3 separate regions of the Sus scrofa genome follow, and all the other regions are linked to region 2. The links are chromatin contacts, called in public HiChIP or PLAC-seq maps. All regions are on one chromosome and are shown on one strand. Each heading gives the region's core, a stretch centred on a gene start, on an enhancer-like site or on the middle of the called end of the contact. The rest is flanking DNA. Distances are from core to core; before and after follow the strand shown. Region 1 has its middle 42 kb from the start of C1H9orf84. Region 2 overlaps SUSD1 (sushi domain-containing protein 1). Region 3 has its middle 21 kb from the start of C1H9orf84.

Region 1 (4,212 bases), core at 892-3,391, 260 kb after region 2:
ACTCTAAAAAATAAAACAAACTAGTGAATATAACAAAAAAAGAAACAGACTCACAGATATAGAGAACAAATTAGTGATTACTAGTGGGGAGAGGGAAGGGTGGAGGGGCAAGATTGGGGTAGGGTATTAAGAGGTACAAACTACTATATATATTCTTATTTTTTTACTTAAAAAATGTTATTAATGTATAGTTGATTTACAATGCTGTGTCAGTTTCTGGGGTACAGCAAAGTGACCCAATCAAATACTCTTTTTCTCATATCATCTTTCATCAAATTACTATGAATAAGACTAAGGGTATACTGTACAGTACAGAGAATATAGCTAATATTTTACAGTAACTCAAAATGAGTATAATCTCTAAAAATTGTGAGTCATTATGTTTTACGCTTGAAACCTATGTAGTATTGTAAATCAACCATACCTGAAAAAAAGATAGGAACAGCATATGGGTGTTGCAGATTGCATGTTTCACTAAAAGAGAACTCTCTGCGAACAGAATGATGGGCTTCCTAAGTGAGGGGGTAACAGTCTTCAAGCCGTGGCTCTGCATCAGGGACAACACAATGGGGCGTCAGATCACAAATGGATGGTAGGAGACAGTCAATTTGCCAGAGAGCACTGAGGCTGAAGCTTTGGTGAACTTTCCAGTGCCATTTGAGTGGCCCAGTGGTGTGCTAAACTCTCTCACACACACACACACACACACACACACACACACACACACACACACAGCGCATGTGTAGAGATGTCTCATTAGAATGCTAAAAGCATTAACTGGGGGTGGGGACACTCATCACTCCGGATGAAACTCATACTGAAAAAAATGGCAGAGGTGAGATTTCAAGTCACAGATAGTCAAGTGCATACTGTTTCATGCCTGAGCTTGTGTCACCAGCCAGTCAATACACTTCTGCGAGGTGCAACATTGTAATAATCTTCACTGACAAGTGCATACTGGTGGTGGGTGGGGAGGGTGGAGGGGCAGGAGAGGAAAGAAAGTTATCCTGTATGAGCCAGGTCCTGTGCCAGCTGCTTTTTGAACATTTCATCTTCACATTAACTCCATTACAGAAACAATGTTACCTCTACAGATTAAGAAACTGGGCATCAGTCACATAACGCATCAGGGGTGGAACCGGGGACTTCAAAGTTGCCGTAGCATCCTGCATACTCATGTACAGGTGGGAGGGATGGCAACTTCCGCAAGGGCTTAACGAAAAGAAGGAGAAGCTTAAGATGAAGTAAGTGCAGTAATGCTTGGTATGCCCAGGGCAATTACATCTTTGATTCACTTGGCACGAACTGACTACTGCGAGGAGCCCAGAGCTCTGTGCCTTCCGAACGTATCTTCCCTCTCATCCTAGGTGCAGGCTCCACAGGGCTTGCTGCCAAGTCACTTTTCTGCTTCCAACCTCTGGAAGCCAAACTGGCTATAAATCACAGCCTGATAGAACTAAATCAAGGCCAATCCTCTTATTGTATGGACCAAGAGACTAAATAAAGCCCAGAGAGAAATAAGGACTCAGGAGCAGGCAAGAGTTAGGATCAAAGCCCTCGCTGGAACCTGGACCTTTTTTTCAGACAGATTTTTTTTTTCTTAAGGTAACAACAAAGCTGCCTGAAAAATCAGCAGTTCTACGCCACATTTCCTCAAATCCTGTGTGCAAGTCTCATCGTTTCTTTCTGGGACTTTCCCATATGCAAATGTCAGTGATGATGAAGAGGATGTATTTCTGTTCAAGAGACATATTTATTTGGGAGATAAACTTCAGTAGGACTAACATGAGGAGCGAGTGGGTAGAAACCAAGGGACTCATGGGGAACTCCAAACTCCAAGTTAGAAATGTATCAGGATCTTTGGAAAAACGCTGCCCCTAGGCTGTTTGGATGAAGATATCCTTTGTACCTTGCTCTGCAAAGCCTGTGCTCCCACTTTGGTTTATAACTCCCTTTCCATCAGAGGATGACAATCAGAGCATATGGATCCGCTTCCTACTATATGGTACCTTTGTGAGAATGAGAATAAGGTGACCATCTTCTGGGCCCCTAGTCTTCTGGCTTAGATTTCTGTCCCGCCTAGATGTCTGACCTGACTCACCTCCTCCAGGCACTCCTCTACAGCCCAATTTACACAACCATTATGAATTGGCTCTTTCTGTTCCTCCTTCAAAGAGCCCAGATAAGTCAGGGGAGTCCTTCCAGCCCTGTACTTTTAATTGCCCACAGAACCTTACCAACCAAACGTGGGTGTAAGGGTGTCATTCAACTCTGATGGGAAGTACTCAGTTTTAATTGGAGTCTGTTCCATTTATTCCTGAGTTAGCGTCTGCCAAAATCCCACTTCAGCTCCTGATGTTGGGGTCTTTCAGACTTTCCTAAATTGGAAGTTGGCATATGATTCCCAGCTCCTTCTTACTGACGTAGCATCTGCCAAACCTAACTCAAACGATGTCTGGTGAGTGAAGGACAGAAAAAGGAGAGAAGGAAAAGGGGGGAGGGGAGAGAAGCGATGGAGAAGCCTCTGTGACCAAGACCGTGTCTATGTGATGAAAAACAGAGAAGTCCCGGATCAGTCTTTTCGTGCTGTATTCAGACAGCTGATGCATGACTAATTGGGCTAACTGGTATGGCTATGTGGCAATGACCTCCGTATATTTCTCCCCCACCACAACATCTGAGGGTCTGCAATTGCCAGACAAAGCTTGAGTGGATGAGTCTGGCACTTGAGAGACAACACATCACTTAATAATATGCTTTCTGTGCATGACGCTTTGCTCGACTAGTGAGCACTCATGGCTTTCTGAAAGGTAGGTTCCTCCCAGACACATGGGTCATACCCCCAAGCACAGCATCAACCATTGCACAGAGAGAATTTCTAGGGTCAGGGCTTCCAGATCTGATGATGAGATATCTGGAAAACCCACTTTGGGGACAAAAGGACATGCTGAGCGAGTACAGGGGAGATTCTCTTTATGGCAGGCAGAAGCCATGCCAAGGGCAGTACTCAGCCCTGAGGGGCACAAGCAGCAGCATTGTTGACATGCCATTCTGGGGAAATCAGGGTGTTGACTCTTCACAGAGCTCCAGTGCTTCATCTTGTGCGGTGACAAAATGAGTTCTTGCTCATCTCATTGGCCCTATCATGATCATTATCAACAATAACAACGCCCACATCAGCAAATTGTTATTAGGTGCCTTCTCTGTCAAACTGTTGGCAGGATCTCTGGGCTTGGCTCTGAAAGGCCTGCTCTTCTTAAAAACGCTTACAGAGAGCCTTAAAAATTGGTAATGCTGGAGTTCCCATTGTGGCTCAGCAGATGAAGTACTGGACTAGTATCCCTGGGGACTCACGTCTGATCCCTGGCCCCCCTCAGTAGGTTAAGGATCCGGCATCGCCATGAGCTGTGGTATAGGTTGCACACGTGGCCCGGATCCCACGCTGCTGTGGCATAGACCAGCAGCTGCAGCTCTAATTCGACCCCTGGCCTGGGAACTTCCATATGCCCCTGGCGCAGCCCTAAAAAGAAAAGAAAAAAAAGTGATACTATCAAATTAAGATTTAGAGATTAAAGCAAGTGTGTTTCCAGGGACTCTTTGAACAAAAAAAGAAGAGTCATGTCCCAGGTTTGAAAGATACCAAAGTATAGACTGAGAAAAGTAAGTCTCCCTCCCACCTCTGTTAGCTAGCCTCCCTATCTCCTCGAGGTATTTACTCTGTGGGAAATTTTATCTGAGGAGAGAAGGGTTCTAGCTGGACAATGAAAACCTGGCCAAAATCTCTGCTATGCTACTCACGTGTTTTCTGGCCAGGAAAAATATCCTGATCACTGCTGACTGCTGCCCCCTGACAGAGTAGCAGTGATGCCAGGGAAGACAAGAAGGATACTGTTGACCTCAATGCTGGATGATGTGAGAACACGTGGTTATTACTGGCTGTGATAGAACCCAAATCCCAAGCATCCAAGCTAACACCAACAAAGCCTCAGAAATCCTATGGAGAACGAGCTCCTCTCAGGCCACGTACCCAGTGGCTCTAGTTTACACTCCCAGTAATTTGATTAAGTTGCACAGATTCTTCCCAATGGGAAAATACAGCTTGGCCCAGGCCCAAAGATTAAGAAGAGTTCTTTTGTAATACAGCTCCTGTATTTAAATTTTGGTTTAATTTTTACTTTTATTGAAGCCATTTATGGATACGGTAACATAGCA
Region 2 (4,413 bases), core at 19-2,518:
CACTGAGCCACAACAGGAACTCCTTAGAAGTTGTATTTTAAAATTTACTTTTTTTGGAGTTCCCCTCGTGGAGCAGCAGAAACAAATCTGACTAGGAACCATGACATTGTGGGTTCGATCCCTGGACTTGCTTAGTATGTTGAGGATCTGGCATTGCCGTGAGCTGTGGTCATAGACTTGACTCAGATCTGTTGTTGCTGTGGCTGTGGTGTAGGCCAACAGCTGAGGCTCTGATTGGACCCCCAGGCTTGGAACCTCCATATGCCTTTGGTGCAGCCCTAAAAGGAGACAAAAGACAAAAAAAATAAAATAAAATAAAATTTACTTTTAAATTTTCTTTTCCCTTACTAAAATAGGAGCTCTTTGAAGGCAGGGATTTTTGTCTGTATTCCATGTTGAACCTCTAACACCTAAGGACACTGCTAGCACAGCAAAGAAATCTTTTTGTAATGAATGAATATGAGGGCTGACTCTAAAATGGCCAGTGGATGGTATTGGTATTGAGGAAATCCCTGGTTTGTTAATAAAGACCTTAGACCATAAAGAATTCACCAGCTTTGGATCTGGGAAGAGAAGTAATGGGCTTTTCTTCTCACGGTGACCTATTAAAATGAATAGCTGTTCAGTATCCTCCTCTTTGGTCCTTCTCATGTTTGGATAGCTTGCATTGCTGGCTCACGTTAGCATTTGATATTTTTTGAGCTGGGGAGAGGGAGTGATGAGACACTTATGTCTGCCTGCCTTTGTAGGCTAAATAAAGCTCTGCAGCCCAAGCACCCTGTGCCTGTGCTCATGGCCACCAGGGGGCACTGTTGAGCTGTTTGCATTCATTGAGACCTTGACTGCCTCTTTTTCAAATCTGCCCTACCTTAAAGAATTTGCAGTTTTTAAAAAGTGTGCAAATAGGGCGTTCCCATCGTGGCGCAGCGGAAAAGAATCTGACTAGGAACCATGAGGTTTCGGGTTTGATCCCTGGCCTTGCTCAGTGGGTTGGGGATCCAGCGTTGCCATGATAAGTCTTAGATGTGGCTCCGATCTCCCTTGCTGTGGCAGCTACAGCTCTGATTAGACCCATAGTCTGGGAACCTCCATACGCCCCAGGTTCTGCCCTAAAAAGAAAAAAAAAAAGTGAAAATTCAACTTGTTAAGATCTTAGTAAAAGGTAGACAACCAAACAAAACAAGAACAGCGCCCAAGCCCTCTCAAATAAAAGAGCCTTATATATTGATATGAGGAGGTATGCCTAGCTGCCTAAGATGTGGCTTTGTTTTCAGTCAAACGGTGAGCTTTTGAATTTTACCAGAAATGTGAGGCAAGGGATTTGGACCTGGAATCTGCAGTGGCTGATTTTCCAGAAAAAGTGTGAATGGAATTTCCCTCCTGAGTGTCTTACATTCAACTAAATCTTACTGATGGGAAACAGGATGCAAACGAGCACTTTAAATATATTGCTGACCTCAGAGGAGAGTGAAAGTTTTTGGAATGTTGAAGGACAGAGGCAAGTGTTGCCGTGAAAACGGAAGAGGGTGCTGGCGCGAAGGGTGGTGAGATGGAGATGTTATTACCGTGCTTCTGACTCAGGGCTCATGTGCTCCCGAAGGCAGTGCACTGATGGGAATTCTTCAGAATAGCCCTACCAGTTGGACTGTCTTTAGGTCCAGGGGAAGAACAAACAAACCCAAAGGGTCAGAAGCACTGTCGTACACTGGTCATGCTCTCTTCTAGCAAAGTCAAAAAGCCTGTAGGCAAAATTTTCTTCTCATTGAAACTGGGAGAGAAGCAGAGAGGAGGAAATGGGGTGGGGGCGGGTGAGGGCGGGGAGAAGGCACATGCCTGCATGAAGGTAAAGATTAACCACTTTCAGAGTTCCCATCGTGGTGCAGTGGAAACAAATCCGACTAGGACCATGAGGTGGTGTGTTCGATCCCTGGCCTCGCTCAGTGGGTTAAGGATCCGGCGTTGCTGTGACTGTGCTGCAGGCTGGCAGCAACAGCTCTGAATGGACCCCTAGCCTGGAAACCTCCAAAAAAACTTAACCACTTGTTCTGCACAACAGGGTGATTATTTGAGGTTGAAGGTTTCTTCTGGTACCAAGGATGCTGGAGGGAAAAAGGGAAATCAATAAAGTGAAGGAAATCATTCCTTCCCCAGTCTGTCTTCAGTGCCAGGGCTGGCAGCATAGGTGGGAATTTTCCCATTTCAGGAAGGACCGGGACAGGACCAGGTTTCTTGAGTTCTTCTGCTGTGGACCTCTCTTCCACAGACCATCCGAGGACAGGGCTCTGCTGTGTCCTCAGTGAAAATCCTGTCTCCAATGTTTTCCTGCTGGTCCCCCTGGCTCCCAGCAGGCAGAAGCTGTCCCAGAGGTCCGGAGAGGGGCTGGCCTTCATCCCAGCTGCTTCCCTCTTGGTCCAGATGCTCTCAATCTTTCACGGACACAGGTTCTTTGACATTTGAGGACCTAATATTAGTTCAGGCTAGGAGAGAGCCACACGTCCTTCCATCCTACACAGGCTGCCTCTCTCTCTCGTCCCCTGAAATCTCCCAGCTACTTTCCGGCTTCAAATCAAGCCCCAACCCCTCCAGGAAGGGGAGCAGGTGTTGGGGCAGGGGAGCAGATGTCTCCCTGCCCCTCTCATTGAAAGCATCCCACTGCAGGGTGCACTGAGACAAGGTGGTACACCACAGGGCTGCGGTGTTATTTTCTTATATTAATGTTACCTTTTTTTTTTTTTGTTAAAACAAAATATGAATGGGAAAGTTTCTTTATATCAGATGCCTAAAAGCCTGGGTTTCCATGTTGTAGGAGTTGGGGAAGGGTATGCTGTGACTTCACAATTTAATTCAGCAAATATCTATTGATGGGTTATGTACAGAGATGGGTGCTCAGGGCTGAAGGGGAGATAAAGATAAAAAAAAGTCTGGTTCCTCCTCCCTGGGAGGCCAAGTCTCATCACCTTGATAGTGGAGATGTAGCTACCCTTGCCTTACCTGGTGACTTATGGCGTAAGCCCCATTTTCTCTATTGCTATCATTTCCTTCCTTCTTTTCTCTCTCTCTCTCTCTTTCTTTCTTTCCTTCTTTCTTTCTTCCTTCCTTCCTTCCTTCCTTTCTTCCTTCTTTCTCTTTTGTCTTTTTAGGGCTATACCCACAGCATATGGAAGTTCCCACCCTAGGGGGCAGCTGTAGCTGCCAGCCTACACCACAGCCACAGCAACTCAAGATCCGAGTGGTGTCTGCGACCTACGCTAAAGTTCATGGCAATGCTGGATCCCTGACCCACTGAGCAAGGCCAGGGATTGAACCTGCATCCTCCTGAATTCTAGTCGGCTTCGTTAACATCTGAGCCACAACAGGAACTCCTCCACTGGCATCATTTTCAATTTATCCTGCCTTAAATGGGGGTGGGGGAGGCATGGTCTATCTGGGGAGGTGCCCGAGATTAGAAAAGAACCATTAGGGTGTCTTTATTTTTATGTATTTAATCGTGTTAGGCCCTTGCATTTACTTGAAGGTCATAGCATGAGGTCATGGCCTCTGTTTAGATTTGGTTTCAATACAATTCTCTTCTACTTGTGGTCCTTTTTGTTCATTTTAATGGGTTTTAGAGGAATTTTTAACACATTTGAGCTTCTGTTACCTCCTTCTCATCAATTTTAATAGTTTGGCTACATTAATGGATATGAATCTTTTTGATAGACATAATACACACACCCCTGAGGTTATCTACTATTTAATTTTCTTTTCAATATTCCTTTTTTTTTCTTCTTTTTTTTTTCTTTGTTTTTGGCCACCCCAAGGCATATGGAGTTCCTGGGCCAGGGATCAGATCCAAGCCACGGTCATGACTCAAGCCACAGTTGTGACCCGAGCTGAAACTGTAGCAATGCAGGATCCTTGACCCACTGTGCCAGGCTGGTGATCGAACCTACATCCCTGTGCTCCCGAGATGCTGCTGGGTCCACTATACCACAGCAGGAATTCCTCGATATTCTTTTTGACATTTAGACATTTTAGGTTTTCATGTAATCAATTCTATTGATTCTTTTATGGCCTCTGCCCCTGGTCATGCCAAGAAAAGCCTTCCCCAGACTGAAAGCAGATCAGTTCTTATTATTTTCAGTATTTAATATCAATTCTCTGTTATTTTCTAATGCTTAATGGTTTAGCTTTTCTCATTTAAGCTTAGGCCCATTTGGAATTTGTTTAGATGCCTGGAATGAGGCTAAATTTACGTGGTATCCCCCTCCCCCAGGATAAAGCCAGTTTCCCCATCACCTTTGGAAAGACGGTCCGTGTCACACACTGTATTCTCATTTATTCACTTGATCTCTTTCTTGATTGTCCAGCTTCTACCATTGCTTTGCCTCTCCTGTGCGCGTACCTGCCTTTTTCAGTTGTTGTCAGTTTATA
Region 3 (4,105 bases), core at 1,283-3,782, 280 kb after region 2:
TCAACAGCAAAACAAATCAACAAATGGATTTAAAAATAGGCAGAGGATTTAAACAGACCTTTTTCCAAAGAAGACATACAGAAGATCAACATCACTAAAGATGCCCAGCATGACTAATCGTCAGGGAAATGCAAATCAAAATCATAATGAGATATCACCTCACACCTATCAGAATGACTATTATCAAAAAGACAAGAAATAACATCTGTTGGTATGTGGAGAAAAGGAATCCTTGTGCACTGTGTGGGAGTATAAATTGGTACAGCCACTATGGAAAATAGTATGGTGGTTCCTCAAAAAAAATTAAAAATAGAACTAAAAAATAGAACTATATCACTTCTAGGTATTTATCCAAAGGAAAAAAACACTAATTCAAAAAGATATATGCACCCCCATCCTCAAATATTTCCACATTATTTATGATAACCAGGGCACGGAAACAACTTAAGTGTCTATAGATGGATGAATGGATAAAGAAATAAAGAAATACACACACACAAATGGAATACTATTCAGCTATAATAAAAGGTAATCTTGCCATTTGCAACAACATGATGGACCTAGAGGGCACGAAGCTAAGTGAAATAAATTAGAGAAAGACATGTGATTGCACTTTTGTGTGAAATCTAAAAAACAAAATAAAGAAAAAAACTGAATTCATAAATGCAGAGGAACAGATTGGTGGTTGCCAGAGGCAGAGGCCTGGGGGTTGGGGATGGGCAAAAATGGACAGAAGTAGTCAAAAGGTACAAACTTCCAGTTATAAAATAAGTAAGTCCTGGGGATGTAAAGTACAGCATGGTGCTATAGGTATCATACTGTACTGAATCTTTGAACATTGCTAAAAGAATAGCTCTTAAAAGTTCTATCACAAGGAAAAATAATTTGTAACTCTGTGGCAGTGGATGTTAACTAGACTTATGGATCTGATTATTTCACAATATATATAAATATTAAAATATTATGTTACATATTTGAAACTAATATAAGGTTATTTGTCAACTATATCTCAATAAAAAATGATGTACACACAAACCAAAGACCCAGTCATTCACTCCTAGGTATACGCCCAAGAGAACTGAAAACACATCCATACAAAGACTTGTACATAACCACGCATAGCCGCTTTATTTGGAATTGCCAAAAACTAGAAATAATTTAAATGTCTACCAATGGGTACAAGCAAATAATGATATATCTTTTTTATTTTATTTTTTTACTAAGATAAAATTAACATACAACATTGTCTAAGTTTAAGGTGTACAGTATGTTGATTTGATACATTTCTATATTGCAACATGATTCACGTAATTGTCACTTCATTTTTTCTAGTGAGAACATTTGAGATCTAGTCTCTTAGCACATCTGAAGTATGTAATACAGCATTGCTGACAATAATCACTATGCTGTGCACTAGATCTCCAGAATTTATTTACCTCCCGGTTGTGTTAGTAGCAGAGAAAAAAGCAAATGCTAAGTGAATGGACACATATTCCAATAACGTCCTCATGCTCTGGCTTTTGCCAGCCCTCCCTCTCTCTGCCAGCTTCAGCAGAGCATGTCAGAATGACGACTGTCAAAAAGATAGGACATGTTATTAGGAAGAATAGATCCAGCTTACATGGAGATGACAATTCCTTCTTTTTCAGTCTCATGAGGCTACACAACAGTTCACTTGGTTAAGAGCACTTTGAAAGCAATCTTTGGTACATTAACTAGAAAAAAGTACACAGAACATCACAGGATGCAAATACAGTTGTGAGAAATGTCCAAAGAAGACATACAGAAGGCCAATAGGCACATGAAAAGATACTTGATGTTATTAATCAAAATGCAAAATGCAAATTATAACCTACAATAAGATATCATCTCACACTTCTCAGAACAGCTATTACCAAAAAGACTACAAATAATAAGTGTTGGCAAGGATGTGGAGAAAAGAGAACCCTCATGTACTGTTGGTGGGAATGTAAATTAGTGCATACTTTCTGGAAGATTGTATGGAGATTCTTCAAAAAATTAAAAATAGAACTACCATATGATCCATCAATTCCTCTCCTGTGTATTCATCTGAAGAAAATAAAAACACGAATTCGAAAAGATATGTTCACAGCAGCATTTACAATACCAAGATATGGAAGCAACCTAAGAGAGTGTGTGCATGTGTATACACATGCGTGCGTGCGTGTGCATGCGCGCGCGCACACACACACACACACACACACACACACACAACACACAGGAATATTATTCAGCCATAAAAAGAATGAAATCTTGCTGTTTGCAACACCTTGGATGGACCTAGAGGGCATTATGCTAAATGAAATGTCATACAGAAAAAGACAAATACTGTATGATTTCACTTATACGTTGAATCTAAAAAATAAAATGAACAAAAATAACAAAAGAGAAACAGAGCTACAAATACAGAGAATGAACAGGAGGTTGTCCGAGGGGAGGGGTGTGGGGCAGAAGGAAGGAAGTGAGGGAGATTAAGAGGTACCTACTTCTAGCTGCAAAGTAAATGAGTCACAGTTACAGAATGTACAGTGTGGGGAATATGGTCAGTAAGTACGTAGTATATTTTATGGTGACATACAGTAAGAAGTCTTATTGCAGTCATCATTTTGAAATGTATAAACACATTGAATCACTATATTGTGTAACAGAAACTAACACAGTGTTGTGGGTTAATTATACTTCAAAAACAAACAAACAAACAAACAAACTCAGAAAAAGAGATCAGATCTGGTTACCAGAGGAAGGGGGCAGGTGGAGTGGGAAATGGATGAAGGCAGTCGAAAGGTACAACCTTCCAGTTAGAAGATAAATAAGAACTAGGGATGTAATGTACAACATGATACATATATTAACACTGCTGTAGGTTACCTGTGAAAGTTGTTAGGAGAGAAAATCCTAAGAGTTCTCATCACAAGGAAAAATGCTTTTTTTCTATTTAATGTCTACATGAGATGGTGGGTATTCACTAAAGTTATTGTGAAAGTCATTTCTCGATGTATGTAAGTCAAAGCATTGCTCTGTACACCTTAAACTTTTTTTTTTTTTTTTTTTTTTTTTTGTCTTTTAGGGCTGCACCAGCAGGACATGGAGGTTCCCAGGCTAGGGGTCGAATCGGAACTGCAGCCGCACGCCTGCGCCACAGCCACAGCAACACTGGATCCAAGCCGCATCTGGAACCTACACCACAGCTCACGGCAATGCCAGATCCTTAACCCAGTGAGCGAGGCCAGGGATCAAACCTACATCCTCATGGATGCTAGTCAGGTTCGCCAATCACTGAGCTGTGACGGGAACTGCTGTACACCTTAAACTTAAAACAGAAACAAAGGAAGGAAGGGAGGGAGGGAAATGACAGTAATTTACAGAAAAGGGGAGCCCTCTGGAGGCTGAAATTTCAGTTTAGTGTTTTATTGAGATTATATTCTACAATTAATTAATAAAATAAAAACCAATAGGAAGATAATAGGAAGAAAGATCCCATTTGTAATATCAGTATATAAAACCTTGCAATTTGGAGTTCCCGTTGTGGCGCAGTGGTTAACGAATCCGACTAGGAACCATGAGGTTGCGGGTTCGATTCCTGGCCTTTCTCAGTGGGTTAAGGATCCAGCTTTGCCATGAGCTGTGGTGTAGGTCGCAGACGCGGCTCGGATCCTGCGTTGCTGAGACTCTGGTGTAGGCCGGCAGCTACAGGTCCGATTCGACCCCTAGCCTGGGAACCTCCATATGCCACCAGTGCGGCCCTAGAAAAAGGCAAAAAGACAAAAAACAAACAAAAAAAAAACCTTACAATTAAATTTAATATGTAGCATAAATGCATATAGATATATAATAGTAAGTAGTACTTATGGTACTTAGTCTGAGCCATATGTTATTTTAAGCACTTTATAAATATTAACCCGTTTAATCTTCCCAAAAACTCTGAGAGGCGCTATTATTATTGCACCCATATTACAAGAGGGGAAAATAAACACACAGGTGAACGAGCAGGTTACATGGTTAGTAAATGGCACAGCTAAGTTCGGAACCTAGGCAATCTGATTCTTGCACATGTGTGAACTCTACAGCACTATGCTTTGTTAAA

What was found. HiChIP or PLAC-seq counts read pairs in DNA pulled down with a chosen protein or histone mark.
Region 1: a contact with region 2 is called in an H3K27ac HiChIP or PLAC-seq map of alveolar macrophages. The contact joins two enhancer-like sites. A contact is called at or near these places in 1 of 47 Hi-C or Micro-C datasets (epiblast stem cells) and 1 of 2 datasets of contacts at active chromatin or transcription factors (alveolar macrophages).
Region 3: a contact with region 2 is called in an H3K27ac HiChIP or PLAC-seq map of alveolar macrophages. The contact joins two enhancer-like sites. A contact is called at or near these places in 1 of 47 Hi-C or Micro-C datasets (embryonic fibroblasts) and 1 of 2 datasets of contacts at active chromatin or transcription factors (alveolar macrophages).

The regions. Positions count from the first base shown.
Region 1 is chr1:252,594,605-252,598,816 of Sscrofa11.1, reverse strand. No RefSeq gene overlaps it. Among named protein-coding and RNA genes, the nearest start is that of C1H9orf84, 42 kb to the right of the region's middle. Within about 2 kb of position 2,141, at least 4 of the 83 cell types and tissues checked have an H3K27ac peak or open chromatin away from gene starts, as enhancers often do. A contact at or near this core is called in alveolar macrophages, where this site is marked.
Region 2 is chr1:252,850,821-252,855,233 of Sscrofa11.1, reverse strand. All of the region lies in intron 12 of SUSD1 (sushi domain-containing protein 1), which reads left to right. Among named protein-coding and RNA genes, the nearest start is that of SUSD1, 100 kb to the left of the region's middle. Within about 2 kb of position 1,268, at least 37 of the 83 cell types and tissues checked have an H3K27ac peak or open chromatin away from gene starts, as enhancers often do. A contact at or near this core is called in alveolar macrophages, where this site is marked.
Region 3 is chr1:252,573,863-252,577,967 of Sscrofa11.1, reverse strand. No RefSeq gene overlaps it. Among named protein-coding and RNA genes, the nearest start is that of C1H9orf84, 21 kb to the right of the region's middle. Within about 2 kb of position 2,532, at least 4 of the 83 cell types and tissues checked have an H3K27ac peak or open chromatin away from gene starts, as enhancers often do. A contact at or near this core is called in alveolar macrophages, where this site is marked.